Regions from separate parts of the Mus musculus genome. Here region 1 is linked to region 2. Evidence: chromatin contacts called from public promoter capture Hi-C data. All regions are on one chromosome and are shown on one strand. Each heading gives the region's core, a stretch centred on a gene start, on an enhancer-like site or on the middle of the called end of the contact. The rest is flanking DNA. Distances are from core to core; before and after follow the strand shown.

Region 1 (4,736 bases), core at 902-3,401, 220 kb after region 2:
AGCAAGATGCTTTAAGCCTCTCTTTCTCTCAAAGTATATTCCTCTGCCTCCACATAGCACAGTGGCAGGATGTAAGAAAGTGGCATGATATATTATTTAGACATGAAGCAAGACTTCTACATTCTGTTCCTCTCCCTGAATGAGTTAAAAAAGAAGATGGGTACAGTTTGTGAGTATGGGGATTGATGTTATTGTCTGTTCAAAATGTCTGATGTAGGCTCCTGCTCACTGCATCACCCACGATGCCATGATTTATTACCACACTGTCTCCAGGTGCAGTCCAGCTAGTCTCCCCTGTGATGATCATGCAGAATGTGAGAAGGGGTGTCCACTGGTAGACTATTTCCAATGAACTCTTGAATCATCCAGACAGAGAGGCAGATGATGAGCTGACACCCGGTAGAGATTGTCTGGTTGCTTGAGTATCCCCATGTGGAATAGAGTGGGGGGATATGGAAGTTTGAGAAATCTCAATGAGAAAGTGATTGTTGGACATTTGCCTTCACAGCAGCCATTGATAGTTTGTTCCCAATACAAGTCTCCGCACCATCTATCACTTTTGTCCTAAGGACACCTTCATTCTTTCATTCAATAAACATCCAATGAACCCTTGCCAGGAGCTAGGCACCATGCAGCCATGAGATGACGATCACAGGACTCTTTGCCTTTAAGGAACCTAGAAATCTCTTCCAACTTTGCCTGTTCTGTGAGATGCCATCCTTCTTTCTCTGGGTTCCCAGAGCTCTTTGCCCTGACTAACTCATGACATATCTGCCTCTCTTCTGCACTGGTCTGTGAAGTCCTGAGACAAGGAAGAGAAATTCATCTCTTCATCCTTACCCGGAGAGGTGTGTTCACCTTGCAGGCACTGGAGGGGTCTGGAAGTCTCCCAGGATGGAGAGGCAGTGATGAGAGTGAATACCCAATCTTCACACATGTATGTCAAAGCTAGCATGTGAGCTAATAGCAGACTAAGGACCATGAAGGATGTTTCCCTGGAGTACCACATTTGCACATTTCTCTTATTTTTAACTCCTCTAAAATATGAGATTTGAACTCATCCTAAGGAAGAGCCACATCCTCATAGTCAACCCACATGTTTCCTAATGCTGAAATATTTTAGGCATCGAGAACAGCATGTTCAACATTCTCCCAGCAATCTCTCCTTGGAAAGAGTCTAGATTATGCTTTCTGGTATCATTTAGGCTTTGTCCAGGCTCCACTAGAATGCTTGGGTTTCAACAGTCCGAACAGAGGGCATGTGGTACACTTGGCGTGTATCTTAACATAGACCAGCACAGTCTGTATGTGAGGACCTGGGAGACTTTTTAGCATTCAGCACATAGCCAGACATATAAAAAGGAAACTGATAAACAGGCATCCAGGAGCCTGGTGTCAGGTATCTGCTTGTTCTACAGTCTGTCCAAACCCACCAGTCAGGCATTGACCAGTGTAGTGGATCCTCCAAAGACATGACCTCCCTAGCAGACAGCAGTTTCTCTGGCCAGAAAGCCCTACCATGTATCACCCCTAGAGCAAATGCAAAAATCAATGCTTTCCTCTCAGGGCTGACCTTTCCTGGCCACTCAGCCACCACAGAGTTATATCATCGGTGTCAGGCTCTGCCCAGGGGCCGGTGCTGGGTGGGGACTGTTAATCAGCTCCTACCCCAGATTAACATTCAGACAGAGAGCTCAGTAATGAATAGTTTAATATAATGTTGACTGTTTACCCACATGAATGGAAAGAACTTACATCTGCCAGAGCCACCTGTGCCCACAGAACTATAGCTCAGACAGCCATGTCCCCCAAGAGCCCAGCTGTGTAGAGGAGAGAGGGGGTAGGTTGGAGAAAAGAGCAGGGGAGACAGGATAGTCTGGGTGGCTGTGGCCAGCAGTTGACCAGACAGCTGGGAAGGGGACACACACACATAACCAGTAGGCAGAAGACAGAAGCAGGGGGCGGGGGGGGGGGGGGTGGGTGGAGGTCAGCTGCCAATGGAAAGCAGGTTGGAGGCAGACGTCTAAGAAAAGGAGCGTAGTAACTTCTGAGTCGAGAGGATTTCTGTGGCTGGCATCAAATGGAGGAAGAGAGCAGGACATGTCTGACTCAGGCACACAGATCCTCCTCGCTGAGGAGTGGGCGTCTTGCTCAAGTTGGCACAGCTATTTGTGGCCATGCTGCCATACGGAATCTCTGGAAAACAGCTAAGGTTCTCACCTCGTTGCCCAGGCGCTGGCTCTGCTGGGAGCTGGAGCAGCTGTCGCAGGAATAGAGAAAAGCTGACTCTGGACATCCGCGGGCGCTGGGAGGGATCATCCAGAGTGTTGGGTTAGAATGTTCTGTGTTTGGGAAGGATCTTGAAGGGGCTGCCCTGACCGGAAAGAGAGACATTACTATTTTCATCAAGGCTATTAAAGGATGGGTGGATGGCTTCCCTTGTGGGTACAGGACAGAGCCAGCTATACCCAAAGAATGCCAGGAGGCATCAGGATCTCTTCTAATGACCTGAAGTACATATCCCTCACCTCTGGCACCACAGGTGGGTGGCTCAGGTAAGTCTCCACGCCAGGAGGAAGTCCCTTCCTCTGAAGATGCCTTGGTCCCCTTTATTTGATGTTTGCTGTTACCATTCTGCACCCCTTCACCTTTTCCTCTATATTCAGTTACTCCATAGGTCATTCCCTGTCTCCCTAACACAATATGACTTCAGTGCACTGCGACATCTCCAAGCCTCTTTTCTGACTATATTTCAAGTCTCTGTATAACTTCACACTTCATGGGGGACTGTAGAAAGAGAGGGGAAAATATTCGTGGTACATGAAGAACAGGCAGCTGCCTTATGACAGGCAAGGTTTGCACCCACCAGGCAATCTGTGGCATGCCTCTTCTCTTTCTGTCCCTCTCCTTTGCCCCCTGGATGGCTTGACCAACTCCAGTTCTGCTTGCTGCTTGGATTTGCTTCACACTTCAGTGCCACTCAGTACCTGGAATTAACAAGAGACTTAAATTTCAGTCCTGCTTCTGGGGGTCCATATGTAAGAGCAGATTTTGTTTTTAATGTTTTATTATGGAAATTTCCAAAATTACATAAAGTGTTCGATGAATTTGGTATAACAATCACTTTACTATAAAAATCTCCACTCCAATATATCTCTTGTTCCATCCTCACTCCCAAGGTCCCTGACTTCCTGACATAGGAGATATTTTTTTTTTGAAACAGGGTCTTGCTGTATAACCAAGGATAGCCTGGAACTCGTGATCCTCCTGCCTCAGCCTCCAGAGCTGCAGGGTTACATGCCTGCGTCACTATGCCTGACTGTGTTTTTTTTTTTTTTATAAGTATTCCCAATCCATCAAGTTAGCTGACTCATAAATATTCATGAATGTGATTTTGTATCACTAACATTCCAAACTCTCTCAAGTCTGAAAACCAGCTCATGCCTGTCCACATACCTGCTTTTGAGGATGGGAATCCTGGGACCACTCATTTACTTTATGTGCGTATCTTCTATCATCTTTTCCAAAGTGCCTTTGTCAGAGGAAAAAAAATGTTAGAAATAAGTTAACACCCCCATCAAGGACAACCACCTCTCACACAGTGGACAATTGTTCTGTATTCATCCCCAGAGAAATCAAGTGGTAAACAAGCCATGCTTTCAGAAAACACATCTGCATGCCAGATGTGCACAGCTGTATGTGAGCAACTTCAACTCAGCTGCAGAACTACCTACACAATCGGACCACCAGATAACTCCGGGAAATGAGAGTAGCTACACAGCATCTTAATGCAACAGACTGAGCTAATCAGGTTCCTCCAGAAGGGGAAAAATGGGCAAAAAGTTTTCTTTTTCTTTCTTTTTCCCCTAAACTCCAAAGTTAGATGAAATCTGATGTTCATTGATAAGGATAACAAAGCTGGTTATGGAAATTATTCCTAGGAGGCTTGGGTTAGGGCCCCTTGTCTGATTACCACCAATGGCTCTAAGCCCCAAATGACTGGCCTTTCTTTACAGAATCCTTTAATAATTCATGGAACCAACCAATGAGAAGATTCTTAGTTTCAAAGGCTAGGCTAAGAGTTTGGATATAATTACTCAGATGCCTGTGCTGTGCTAGAAAGGACATTATTTAAACTCAGAGGTCTGGGTGCCCCCACTAACTGGTGTGATCCTGAGAGAGAGAATTGCTTTACTGCTCTGGGGCCCTGTTTCCTCATGTGTGAAAATGAATAAATCATCATAGCTTGCTCTTCCTTACTGGTAAGTAGTTAAAGAAGTCAAAAGGTGAAATGCTGGCAGGATTTTGTAAAAGGAAGAAGAAGCATATTAATATTTTAATTTATTATGTTTATGAGAAATGTATATACTACAGAATAAAAATGCATAGTTATTTTAGTTAAAGTTGACATATATTTACATACATACATATATACATTCATATATATGTGTATATATATTATATATGTATATGTATGTGTATGCATATATATGTGTATGTGTGTATATATGTGTGTATATATATGTGTGTGTGTATATATATATATGTGTGTGTGTATATATATATATATGTGTGTGTATATATATATATATATATATATATATATCTGCTATACACACACACTTGTTATGCACAAGCAAAGAAGATAAGAGAGCCAAATGGTTCTGGGTTCTGTTCCTTCTTTGGACTGGGTGACCTTAAACTGTTAAACATTTTAGGCATAGCTCAATGTGCCC
Region 2 (4,906 bases), core at 79-2,578:
TTTGGTGCATTTAACTCTTAATTCATCTTCCTTTCACTGAGCTAATGGGAAGTGTGAAAGAAAAACTGATGAGAAGAGGGCCTAACCGGCAATTTTATTTTCGTCAGCTTTGGAGCGGGGCGCTCTTTCTTAGCTCACGCTGGGTCACTTGATCAGAGAGGAATTCTTTTGTTTCTGACAGAAATGCCTGCATTCTGTTCTTCTCCTCAGCCTTTTTCCTTAGCCTGCCTGTTTTCAGGGCTGCAGCTGGTTTGCCTGCCTAACGATGAGGATGTTAGATTAGGATCTGGGTTTGATAATGACTGAAGCTGGGCAAAAGGAAGCGGTTTAGTGTAATGCGTGTTCAAACACAATTACCCATTATTCCAGTCAGCGCAGACAATGGGTGGTGGTGGGAAGAAGTAAGTGGGCTGTTACTTGTTATAAGTTGGGGGGAAAATTCCATAGAAATCCTGAGTGGATTTATTTAGTGCATTCATCCCAAGTGTACAATGTGCTTGCATCAGAAAAAAAAAAAAAAAAGAAAGAAAGAAAAAGAAAAAGAAAGAAAGAAAGAAAGAAAGAAAGAAAGAAAGAAAGAAAGAAAGAAAGAAAGAAAGGAAGGAAGGAAGGAAGGAAGGAAGGAAGGAAGAAAATTGCATGTATACACAGTAAATGGCACAAAAGGGATAAGAGGGGAGTGCAGTTTATTGTGTTAAGTAGCTGCTGTGCAGAAATGGCTGCCAGGGCCTTGCACACTGCAGACCAAGGCCCTGTCCTCACAGAGCTACAGGGACAAGAGGCCTTGATTCTCACATATACAGGGCTTAACTGGTTAGGGTCTTAAGGGCATGTTTGCCTGCAAGCCAAAGTTAGGTTCCCAGACATCACAAAACAGGTCTTCCTCTATCTATCCCAGCTTCCTGCTTGATACTCTCTCTCATTGCTTCTCCAGTTTCCCACTTTGTATCACCCAACGACTGGCTCCTTAAGTCAGCTCCCTTCCAGAAAGGCATTCCAAGTCCCCCAACTGCATGGTCCCCAAGCCTTGTACTACCTGGTAACTCTTGGGTCTTGAGTTTCCCCTTCCCGATTCTGCTGACAGTCTGAGCTCATTCCACAGGAGTCTGTGCCTCTTGCTGAGACGCTTGACTGACCGCAATGGTCATCTCACCGGCCCCACACTGTCCTCCTGTGCTGGCTGCGGAGCTGGCTTCGGTGAAGTTTATCTACAGCAAACATTTGACAGCGGTGTTTTCAAATTTTAGTGGCTCCCTACTGCTGCGGCAGCAGGTTCTCTCCAGCTGTGTAAGCTTGGCTGTTTGTTTCACCTAAGAGTGTTCATCTGGGACCTCCGCTGGTGGCTGCTTTGCAGGGTGGCTGTGAGCAGGGCCTGGCACATAAAACCTGCCAAAAGTGGGTGAGGGCGTTGATGGCAAGAAGCAGGAGAGTTGCTACTTTGCTGTTATCACAGAGGCAAGTCTATGATTCTGACATTTACAGCTCCAGCTCCACGTTCTCTTGAACTCCAGATTCACACACATTATCTGTCACTCAGCATTTTCCCTTGCATAGTGAATAGTCATCATAAATTCAAAAAGCTCAGAACTGACCTCTTTATATTCGATCTATCTCCCAAACAGGTCTGCTCAGTTTTTCCAACAGAATGCATAAAGATCCTTTTCTATGTGGTGACTCTGATAGTCGCATTCGTCCATGGATTCCTCATCAAATTTACCTACCAATCTTCCTTTTTATATCTGCAAAGGTCATCCAGAACTCAAGTCTTCTCGCTGGCCCTCTGGCACCGGCTGCTCCTTCGGCCCCCATCCACTGTCACCTGCCAGGGTCTCTACAGCAGCCTTTGTCCCACCTTTGCATCTCCTCTGACCTCTTCAGGAGTTATTGTCTTCACATCAGCCAGAGGTTGACTTTTACCCCGGAAGTGGGATCACTCCTGTATTCTAAGCCCTCCAACCCTGCCATTGCCACTCTTCATTCATGGCTCCCACTGTCTTCCCTGCCTACTGTAGACATAGGCTCTTCCTTCTTGCTTCTTGGTCAGGTTTAGCTAGGATTTATGCCTGGCTGTGCCTAGTGCTGAAACACTCTCCAACGCTAGCAAAAGCATCATTCCTCACCCAAGTCAAGTGTTCGATGAAATAACACCTTTGTAGTGTTATAGCCCCTTCCTGATCCCCAGTTTCATTTCCAGAATTCCAGTTACTCACGGTCATTTGAGGTTCAGAATGACTAACAGGAGTAATGCCATCCTAAGTAGCATGATCCGATCTTGCCCCATTCCATTCTTTCCTGTCATGTGAATCATAGCTTTGTCCACAATGGATGTGCTACTTTCCCATCAAGCTACCTCAATAACCAGATCATCTATCGTAGCATCACAATGCTCAGAAAACCCTTGCTTTACTTACCAATGGCTCCCATATAAAAAAATATATAAAAGTAGTGGTGCTGGTAGTTTTATGACAGTATGCTTTTGTAATTGATCATTTTTGTATTAGTTATTGTTATTAACACCTAACTGTGCTTATTTTACAAATTAAATGTCCTTTTAGCTGGGTCTGAATAAGAGTAAAACAAGGGTTTGCTAGTCTCTGTGGTTTCAGGCATCTACTGAAGGTCTTGAAACATGTCTCCTACAAATAAGAGGAGACAACTATAAAGCTATAGTCTTTATCTCAGTGTTTATAAAATTGACTTTATATCAAATTGCAATCCCTAGCCTACCTTGGCACACAGCTTTGGCTTTGTATTTTCTATGTGGCACTTGCTCATTCTGATAAAGTGCATGATCAATGTATTGGATATGTTTTCGCCTGTCTCCTGACTTTAGTCCCAGGAGCACATTGGTTTTGTTCCTTTGACCACTGTCTAGAATTGTTCTGAGGATGTAGTGGATGGCAGCTTTCCTGCCAGGCGAGTGTTCTGACATTCATACTCCTTGTTAGCCATGTGTGCTACCACTGGAGCTCTCATTGTGTGCACTGGGACATTTGCTTCAACATCTTAGTTCTAGGAGGACTGTAAGTTGCACTTCTCCTTTAGGTTGGCTTATAGTGCCAGACTAGTGTGTGTGTGTGTGTGTGTGTGTGTGTGTGTATGATTGACCACAATAACTCAATTAAAGATACAAGTAGAATTTCCTTCCATAATATTCTTTCAAAATGAGCTAAAGCTTCAATTTTCTGAACTAGATGGCTGTCAGCTGACACTCTTATTAAGATCTGCAGTTTGTCCCATTTGGTATCTCCTCAAGTCAGTGGTTCACTTGTCTATTGGCATCAGAGTAGCAGAGCTCATAGAGTGAGGGAATCTAGTGCCCAAGAGTAGGAATCCATCTCTAAGGGCAGAGCCACACCTCTCTCTCATTCTGAATATTTGAGTCTTTTCAGAATCCTCTGCAGGGTATATGAGATAAACGTATGGAAGAGGAAGTTAAGTGACTTAATCAAGGTCACATGTGCCACCTTCAATGGAGAGCAGAATAGATGGCATTAGCCACGGCACGTCTATGGCTATATGAAGCTTGACTCCCAGGTAGAGTGACTGTGTTTTATTAGGCAGGAAGTGGGTGACAATGAAGGATTTTGGAGGAAGCAAAAAAAGAAAGGAATCAAGCTTTAAGAAAATTAGTGCAGCAAACAGAAATGAAGATGTAGAACTCAGGAGCCCAGTTCATCCCCACCCTTGTTCTTCCACGTGCTCCACTCACTCAGCAAACCCTATGCACGTGCTTTATGTACATATAACAGCCATTTATTTCTCTCTCATCTACCTTCATGGTAGGCCTGGGAATCCTCCTTTACACAGTTACAGAAGTCTCCTACACGGTCATCTGCATCAAATTCTTACAATTCTCCAGTCAATTCACGGTAACCTTATGCAATTTATTCATTTAAAATCCCTTATGCATGTGTGTACACATGAGTGTGCACACATGCTGGTGTGCATATTCAATGTATGGGAGTGTGGGCATGTGTAGAGGGCAGAAGACAACCTCAGATGTTGGTAGTCTCTGCCTTCTTTGATGTTTGAGGCAGAGTCTCCTGTTAGTTGCTGGATCTCCACCTTTTAGGGCTTCTCTCATCTCTGCCCCACCTCACTACTGGGATTACAGCTGCATGCTACTGTGTTTATCCTCTACATGGGTTCTGTAGTACATGGATCCAGGTGCAGATATTCATGTTTTCTCCGCAAGGTCTATATTCCACTGGAGCATCTCCCCAGCCTTGAGCTATCCATTTTTAACATTATCAAAGTATCTGAGAAGTGTGCTTCATTGTCAATTTTCCCCATGAAAACCCAGAGATTCTCATTGTCCTTGCAGTGGTCCACAAACTCCTTGCTATGACTTTGAAGCCTCATCTCGCAGCCTTAGCCAACATGTGTCTCCATGGTTGCAAAGATGGCAAGAGGACTGAACAGAGGTCATAGGAATTGGCATGAGCAAGAAAAAGACTGACGTCATAGGCATGGCACAACGGCTAGTAGCAGAAAGAGAGGTCAAGGAGCGAGCAAAACTTCGATAACTACATACTAAGAGAATGAGCTGCGCAATGTGTCTGCTTTGAAGAGCCAAGTCTTTCAATTTCAACCTCTGTTGGCAAAATTATTTCTTTCTACAGAAAAAAAGAATTCCTCTAGAAATTTATGAAGCAACAATCTTCAGGAATTTAACTAATTAGTTAAATGGGGGATGTTCCAAGGCTCTTAAGGATTTTTTTACAATCTATGTTTGAAGCAAAAGTAAAGAGTGTGCCTTAGACAGATTTTGAATACATTTTAAATATCTGCTTTTGTATGCAGTGTTTCACTTTAATGTGTGAGTGTGTGTGTGTGTGTGTGTGTGTGTGTGCAACAACTTTCAGGATCCAGTTCTTATGTCCTACCACATTGAGGCAGTGTC

The links. Capture Hi-C pulls out chosen DNA fragments and counts their contacts.
Region 1: a promoter capture Hi-C map of pancreatic islet shows a contact between it and region 2. The contact joins two enhancer-like sites. A contact is called at or near these places in 3 of 484 Hi-C or Micro-C datasets (the N1E-115 cell line, immediate neuronal precursor and nephron progenitors) and 1 of 9 other capture datasets (pancreatic islet).

What each region holds. Positions count from the first base shown.
Region 1 is chr1:159,771,695-159,776,430 of GRCm38.p6, forward strand. The region is part of intron 2 of Tnr (tenascin R); the gene reads left to right. It overlaps Gm31348 (a long non-coding RNA gene), which reads right to left. Exons shown (of 5, transcript XR_001779507.2): 3 at 3,457-3,532; 4 at 2,867-2,987; 5 at 1,695-2,305. Among named protein-coding and RNA genes, the nearest start is that of Gm31348, 10 kb to the right of the region's middle. Within about 2 kb of position 2,152, at least 26 of the 459 cell types and tissues checked have an H3K27ac peak or open chromatin away from gene starts, as enhancers often do. A contact at or near this core is called in pancreatic islet, where this site is marked.
Region 2 is chr1:159,552,058-159,556,963 of GRCm38.p6, forward strand. All of the region lies in intron 1 of Tnr (tenascin R), which reads left to right. Among named protein-coding and RNA genes, the nearest start is that of Tnr, 31 kb to the left of the region's middle. Within about 2 kb of position 1,329, at least 32 of the 459 cell types and tissues checked have an H3K27ac peak or open chromatin away from gene starts, as enhancers often do. A contact at or near this core is called in pancreatic islet, where this site is marked.